Linked DNA regions of Oryctolagus cuniculus: region 2 is linked to region 1. Evidence: chromatin contacts called from public Hi-C data. All regions are on one chromosome and are shown on one strand. The core of a region is the stretch at or near the end of the contact, and the rest is flanking DNA. Distances in the headings are between cores, read along the strand shown. Region 1 has its middle 110 kb from the start of CCN2. Region 2 holds the start of CCN2 (cellular communication network factor 2).

What was found. A called contact is a pair of places that touch in the nucleus more often than the background predicts.
Region 2: a contact with region 1 is called in a Hi-C map of an unstated tissue, with 2.0 times the contacts expected there. The contact joins the promoter of CCN2 here to the enhancer-like site in region 1. A contact is called at or near these places in 3 of 6 Hi-C or Micro-C datasets (embryonic fibroblasts, skin fibroblasts and an unstated tissue).

What each region holds. Positions count from the first base shown.
Region 1 is chr5:37,010,923-37,014,589 of mOryCun1.1, forward strand. No RefSeq gene overlaps it. Among named protein-coding and RNA genes, the nearest start is that of CCN2, 110 kb to the right of the region's middle. Within about 2 kb of position 2,054, at least 1 of the 8 cell types and tissues checked has an H3K27ac peak or open chromatin away from gene starts, as enhancers often do.
Region 2 is chr5:37,118,021-37,121,687 of mOryCun1.1, forward strand. CCN2 (cellular communication network factor 2) reads left to right here and starts at 1,589. Exons shown (of 5, transcript XM_051854328.2): 1 at 1,589-1,906; 2 at 2,026-2,248; 3 at 2,484-2,735; 4 at 2,884-3,095; 5 at 3,456-3,667. The coding sequence starts at 1,844. It overlaps LOC103349888 (a long non-coding RNA gene), which reads right to left and starts at 848. Exons shown (of 6, transcript XR_011388521.1): 1 at 1-848.

The DNA.
Region 1 (3,667 bases), core at 804-3,303:
TAATTGCTCCATTGAGCAAACATTTGGACTGCTGACACACAGCCAAGCACTGCTTCCCAGGGGCTGTTGAAAAAATGCAAAATTGCTCTCAGTTTGCATTCTGTCACTAAAACCTCCATTTTCCTTCCTGGCTCATGAAAATATTTCCTTTCCTCTGGTGCATACTATTCCTCATGCTTAAAATACTTGGTTTTGTGTACATACGAGAAGAAATACAATTTCTTCTAGGCAACTATTGTGTTAGGCTATAACGCTTTCAATGCAAATCTCCAAACATCCCACCATTTGATTTTCCCACCAATGCTATTTTTAAAAAATATTTATTTAGTTATTTAAAAGGCAGAGTTACAGAGAGGCAGAGGCAGAGACAGAGAGAGAGATCTTCCATTCACTAGTTCACTCCCCAGATGGCTGCAACAGCCAGAGCTGTGCCAATCCAAAGCCAGGAGACAGGAGCTTCTTCTGAGTCTCCCACGTGGGTGCTGGGGCCCAAGGACTTGGGCCATCTCCTACTACTTTCCCAGGCCATAACAGAAAACTGTATTGGAAGTGGAGCAGCCAGAACTCAAAACCGGCACCTATATGGGATGCCAGCACTGCAGGCAGCAGCTTTACCTGCTACACCATGGCTTTACATACTACACCACAGTGCCGGCCCCCTAATTAAGGAAGACATTATTCCCATTTTCAAAGAGAGCCTCCACATTGTACCGTTGGAGTTGAGATCAGGTTTAGTAATTGAATTCAAAATTCATTGATTTTTTCCATTATAATCTCCCACTCTACCTTATTCAAATTGTTACTATCTGTGAGTATTGATTATAACATGTATATTAAGAGGGCAACTACCTGTTTATCTTTGGTTAGCACTTAGCATAGTTTTATATAATATTTTTAGAGAAAGTGTGTACCCAACAAAATCAACTGATTCTTCATTTCTTGAAGATAAGAGAAGATATATTTTTACAGGTTAGTCAATGAAATTTTTTCACATGTATTAGAGCAAAGGGAATGAGAGAGGAAATGGGTCTACTTGATGCCACCATGAGCAAGAGCATAATATATCGTAACTTCTCATCTTCATGGCAACCATGCATAGGCTACCATAGCTTCATGGCAACCATGAATAGGCTACTATGTCTCATAGATGAGAAACCCTAGTCACAAAGAAGTTAAGCATCTTAGGCAGTTCACACAGTATATGGTGCAAATGGGATTTCAAGTGAAGTCTATCTGACTCCAAGTACTATGGTATTCCCATTAAACCATCACACCATCCTCTAGTGTGGTTTCTTACGTAAATTCTATCAGAAGAAAATTTACTTTGCAAATTAGAAAAAAAAATCAACCTAAGCCTACCTTGATTAAAAGATCATGGTCTATCCCTAACCAGATAGTGATTCTGAGACAAATTGCATGTGCACTTGGCACTAATTGCCTGTTTCGTCCTGGAGATACTTGTATTATAATACAAGTATTTCTTTGGGAAGAACCCAATCCTTTAGCCTCTCTGGCACTGTCTAGCATGACTCAAGTCAGACTACAACAGCTCCAAACAACCCCTTCTAAACAAGATCTTAAGAATGTCAGTGACTAAGGTAGTATTGTTCTCAGATGACCTTGGGTGGGGGCCATGTCCCCTCACAAGTATGAAAAATTAAATGTTGCGAGATGGGGAAACTTAAGGTGAAGGGGTGTTACCATTTTCAGCACAAAAAGAATTGTTTTAATGTACCAACTGACTACATATTTCCTGGTTAATGGAAGCCCTCTCTCAAATCTTATTTTTTCCTCTTTGGTAGAAAGAAAATGAAAGATAAGACTTAAATGAAGTTACCCTCTGAAGCCTTACAGGAAGTGTTTATTTTGTCTTATGTAGAAAACCACAACCAGTCACCAGAAGAACTTGATGTCCCCGTTAAGAACGAAAGAGACCATGGTAAACAGCTGGAGGGAGCTGATAGCATGTCACACTGGCTGCATTCTTTACTAGCCCCTTGAATTGCTCATTTCAAAAAGGAGAAAACATTTCCTGCCTCAGTGCATAACAGAGGAAGGCAAACGGTCTGGAATGACCTCAGAAGGCTTCAGACTTCAACATAATTTGCTCAAAGCTTCAATCAACTGAACATTTGCCATACCACTTGGAAAAATGCCTGCATTTAGAAGGAAGAAAGGGAGAAAGCCTCCCCGTGAGAGAGTCTCAACAAGAAATCATTACAAATACTGAAAATATTTTCATCTTTGAGGTGTATGAGTGAGCATATCAGAATTTTTGGTATGTTTTTCCAACGATTCTTATTCCTAGCCAACTGTATCTTTTTGAAAACAAAAGGACATAATCTACTAACATGTGCAATACCTGGAGAATTTAACATATTCATTCATTTACTCACTCAACGCTGCCCCAAATACTTGGTCCACAGATATATCGGGAGCATTTGCTGTGTTTCTGATACTGATCTAGAAAATGTGGCCGACTGTGAACCAGGCAGTGAACTGGCCCATCCTTATGAGCATTCGGACTAGTTCAGTGGTCTTTATCCAGTTTGTGAACCAGAATCACCAGGGTGTTTTCTGGCTTTTGTTGCTTTTTGTTTGTTTTGGGTTTGCTTTTTTTTTTTAAGATGCAGAGTTGGGGGTGGTGGCAGGGGGGAGTCGGAAAGAGAGGTCTTCCATCCTCTGGTTCACTCTCCAAATGGCCACAATGACTGGAGCTGGGCCAATCCGATTTGAAGCCAGGAGCTTCTTCTAAGTCTCTCACGCGGCTCTGCAGGAGCCCAAGCACTTGGGCCGTCTTCCATTAATTTCCCAGGCATCAGCAGGGAGCTGGATCAAAATTGGTTCAAGCTGGGACTTGAACCAGTGCTCACATGGGATGCTGGTGCTGCAGTCAGAGGCTTAACCTACTACACCACGGCGCCAACTCTACCAGGGAGCTTTTAAAACAAGACACTTCCAAGTCCCTACTTTGCAGCAGTTAAGTCAAAGTCACTGGTTTGTAGATGCACAAAATCAAACTGAAAATGAACAATATAGTGTGGTGAACTAATGACAGAAAAATAAGAGCTATTTTGAAAGTATATAGCAAGCTCTCACAACATACATTCAGGGCTGTCCTCGAAGCATGTTTTAAATGATGATTTATCAATCAGTCTAGAAAACAAAGGGAGCATGGGCATTCTGAACAAAAGTGAAATCCAAAGGCAGGCACATACATTTTTTGGGTAGCACAGTGGTGTTATTATTGTTGGTGTGAGGTCCAAGGTTCAAGGCCAGTCAGACAATCAAAGAGACTGGATGAGTAGGAGTGAGACAGCAAGAAAACCCCAATTCTCATGCTGAGGAGCCAGTATTTATTCCCAAAACACTTTAACTTTTCAAGCAAGTTTATGCAAGAAATTCATGTGATATTACTCATTCTTTTAATTCCTTTACACCAGGCCACAGGCATATAAATTTTTGTAGATTTCTAGAAGCAACAAAACAATATAATCTCAAATTGCATCATCTCTTAATTGCTGGAGGAAATCAACACTTGATCTGCTACAGCTATCTGTCATCGCTGCATTCAAATTCTTGCCCAGTAGTTTATATTTCCTTTCCAGCAGAACCAGCCATTTGTCCTGCTTTAAAGATCTGCCCAAGGGTAAGGCCTGAGTGATGC
Region 2 (3,667 bases), core at 339-2,838, 110 kb after region 1:
AACAGGCTTTATTCAACATATAAATTTATTATGCATTGTTGCTAAAGTTGGTGCCATCAAAGACAGGCATACTTAGACCTGTATCCTGAAGTATCAACAACTGAGAGGAATGCACTCCTTGGTAACACCAGTGTCATACCATGTGGCATTAGGGAAGACAAAAATGGCCTGGCCCTAGGATCACTGTCTTTATATAAAATGGTAACTGGAGATACTAGCAAACAACCACTAAACATCACAGATTCTAGATGGAAGCACACTGAATTAACTGGACCACTGGGGAAGCTAAATGGCAATTTGAAATTGGAGATATGCTTCAGTTTACGGGTCATATTTGACATCTGTACATAAGCAGGGGGGACAAAACCTATTCTTTCCTGGCTCCAACCTTACCCATTAGCTTACCTGTTCCTTGGGTAACCAGAAGTCACAACCCCTGTTTATAGATATGTAAGGAGTCACTAAAAATATAATTATTCACAGACACTCTTCTAACCGGATATAATGACCGGGTGCACTGTTGTTACATAACCGCCTTTTTTACCTCAAGTCAAACCAAGTCTAATGCACAGTTGAAGATTACAAGTTTCAGTGCAAGAAAAATCACTTCTCCAAGACCCCAGAACAGCAGTGTTTAAAATACCCCCAATGAAACCCAAGCTTCCTGCTGGCCTCCTGCTGTCGGTTCCACTCTTCCCATTGCTGTGTTCCCATCCTGACACCCAGAGCCTGCGACTTCCCAACACATCATCATTTGCTGGGAGGTAACAATAGACACATTTTTCTGGAAACACTGATGTCCATTCATCCCCTTTCCCTCCCCACACCCCTAACAATGCAACTCCTACAAGTATTAAGAGAAAGCAAAGCAAAAGTGCTAGAAATCTCCCCCAGGACACCGCATCCATACACAGAGCCCCCACCCACCCCCACTCCCCCTTTGTTCCCTTTCTTGTCTGCCCCTGGGCGACCAAACTGTCAACTGCAATGACAAAGGATGGAATTCCCACACTTTGGAGATGAAATTCAGGGTTGTGCAGGTAGACATCTCGGGGATTTCACATGGTTCAAAGCCAGGTCCTGGCTTTCTGCTCTCTGGAGAGTTTCAAGGGCCTATAGCTTCTAAAGCGAAAACTCTTGCAGAAAAAATCGTAAAAAGGAAACCCTTTCGCATTTTGGGAGGACTCCCTGCCGTTTGCCTCTTCAGCTACCTACCTACCTCCTCAAAAGGGATTTATGTCAGCGGAGAGCGCGAGGCAAAGCTCTTAGAAACAGAACTGGTCTAAAATCGAATAACTGCCGATGTGTTTTCAGTGATATAAATCAGGAGTGGTGCGAAGAGGCTAGAGGGAAAAAAAATCCTATTTGGTGCTGGAAATACTGCGCCTTTTTTTTTTTTCCTGGCGAGCCGGAGTGTGCCAGCTTTTTCAGACGGAGGAATGCTGAGTGTCAAGGGGTCAGGATCAATCCGGTGTGAGTTGATGAGGCAGGAAGGTGGGGAGGAATGCGAGGAATGTCCCTGTTTGTGTAGGACTCCATTCAGCTCATTGGCGAGCCGGGGCCGCTCTGAGCGTATAAAAGCCTCGGGCCGCCCGCCCCAGCCTCACACAACAACTCTTCCCCGCTGAGAGGAGGCAGCCAGTGCAACTCCAACCGCAGGCGACCGACCGCCTCCAGCCCGACGGCAGCCGCCCCGGCCGACAGCCCCCGAGACCACAGCCCGACACGTCCAGGCACCCACCTCCGGCCACAGCCTGCGTCCCGGCTCCGGCCCAGCGCACCGCGCCCACTTCGCCGCCGCGCACTCCGCCCCGCCGCCCGCTCCGTCCACAGCACCCAGACCATGGCCGCCGCCGTGGGCCCTCTCCGCTTCGCCTTCGTGCTCCTCCTCGCCCTCTGCAGCCGGGTAAGCTCAGGGAGCCTCCGCCGCAGCCAGCGGCTGCCGGGGAGGGACTCGGGGCCGGGCGACGCCGGGGGCGTGCGCACCGAGCCGAGCACAGGCTGACCGCCCCTTCCTCCCTGCAGCCGGCCGCCGGCCAGGACTGCGGCGGACAGTGCCAGTGCGCGGCCGCGCCGGCGCCGCGCTGCCCGGCGGGCGTGAGCCTCGTGCTGGACGGCTGCGGCTGCTGCCGCGTCTGCGCCAAGCAACTGGGCGAGCTGTGCACGGAGCGCGACCCCTGCGACCCGCACAAGGGACTCTTCTGTGACTTTGGCTCGCCGGCCAACCGCAAGATCGGCGTGTGCACCGGTAAGACCCCCGCGCCGGTGCCCGGTCACTTCCTCCCTCAAAAGCCCACCCGCTCGCTCGCCCGCTGGACCTAAAAACCCCTAGACTGGAGCCCCTTTCTGCAGCTGCTTGCAGCCCGCCCCCTGCAGCCGGATCCTAACTTGCATCCCAGCTGCGCGTTTATAAGTTAACAAGTCTGGGAACGGGTACCTGACCTCTGCATCACCCCCTCCCTGCTTTCCTTCCTCTCCTTCAGCCAAAGATGGAGCTCCCTGCGTCTTCGGTGGCACGGTGTACCGGAGCGGAGAGTCCTTCCAGAGCAGCTGCAAATACCAGTGCACTTGCCTGGATGGCGCGGTGGGCTGTGTGCCCCTGTGCAGCATGGACGTCCGCCTGCCCAGCCCGGACTGCCCCTTCCCGAGGAGGGTCAAGCTGCCCGGGAAATGCTGCGAGGAGTGGGTGTGTGACGAGCCCAAGGACCACACCGTGGTTGGCCCTGCCCTGGCCGGTGAGTTGAGTCTTCCTCTAAGTCAGTGTGATGCCTCACCCCCACCCCTACCCCGGCCACGGGAGGTTGAGTCCTGAGGATGCCAAGTGCCAGGGGAAATGTCTTCTGCTGGCGTTTCACCTTGTGTTTGCGTGCTCTGTTCTCACAGCCTACCGACTGGAAGACACATTTGGCCCAGACCCAACCATGATGCGAGCCAACTGCCTGGTCCAGACCACAGAGTGGAGCGCCTGTTCCAAGACCTGCGGGATGGGCATCTCCACCCGGGTTACCAATGACAACGCCTTCTGTCGGCTGGAGAAACAGAGCCGCCTCTGCATGGTCAGGCCTTGCGAAGCTGACCTGGAAGAGAACATTAAGGTACCTGTCCGCTTCCTGTTAACTCGTGTTCGTGGGACGATGATAGTGGGTAGCACCAAAGTTAGGTCTCCTCTCACCGTCCTTGTTGCAATAGGAGCGTTATCTCCAAAAATATCTAACCATGGAGCTGTTTGGCTGGAATGAGAGATTGTGTAATAGGAGCCACAAATTTTCCGCTACAAAACCCTCCATAGTGTTAGTTAATTCAAGGCATTCCAAGAGAGGCCGTGGCTATTTTTGGAAAACTGGCACTTCACAAGCTTTCTCTTTTCAAAATACAACAGACCAGAGCTCAGAGTAGAAGAATGCCACTTCCTAGTGGCGCCACTGACTTTTCTCTTCTCCCCTTGTTTTCCTTAGAAGGGCAAGAAGTGCATCCGTACCCCCAAAATCTCCAAGCCGGTCAAGTTTGAGCTCTCTGGCTGCACCAGCGTGAAGACGTACCGGGCTAAGTTCTGCGGAGTATGCACCGATGGCCGATGCTGCACCCCACACCGAACCACCACCCTGCCGGTGGAGTTCAAGTGTCCTGACGGCGAGCTCATGAAGAAGAGCATGATGTTCATCAAGAC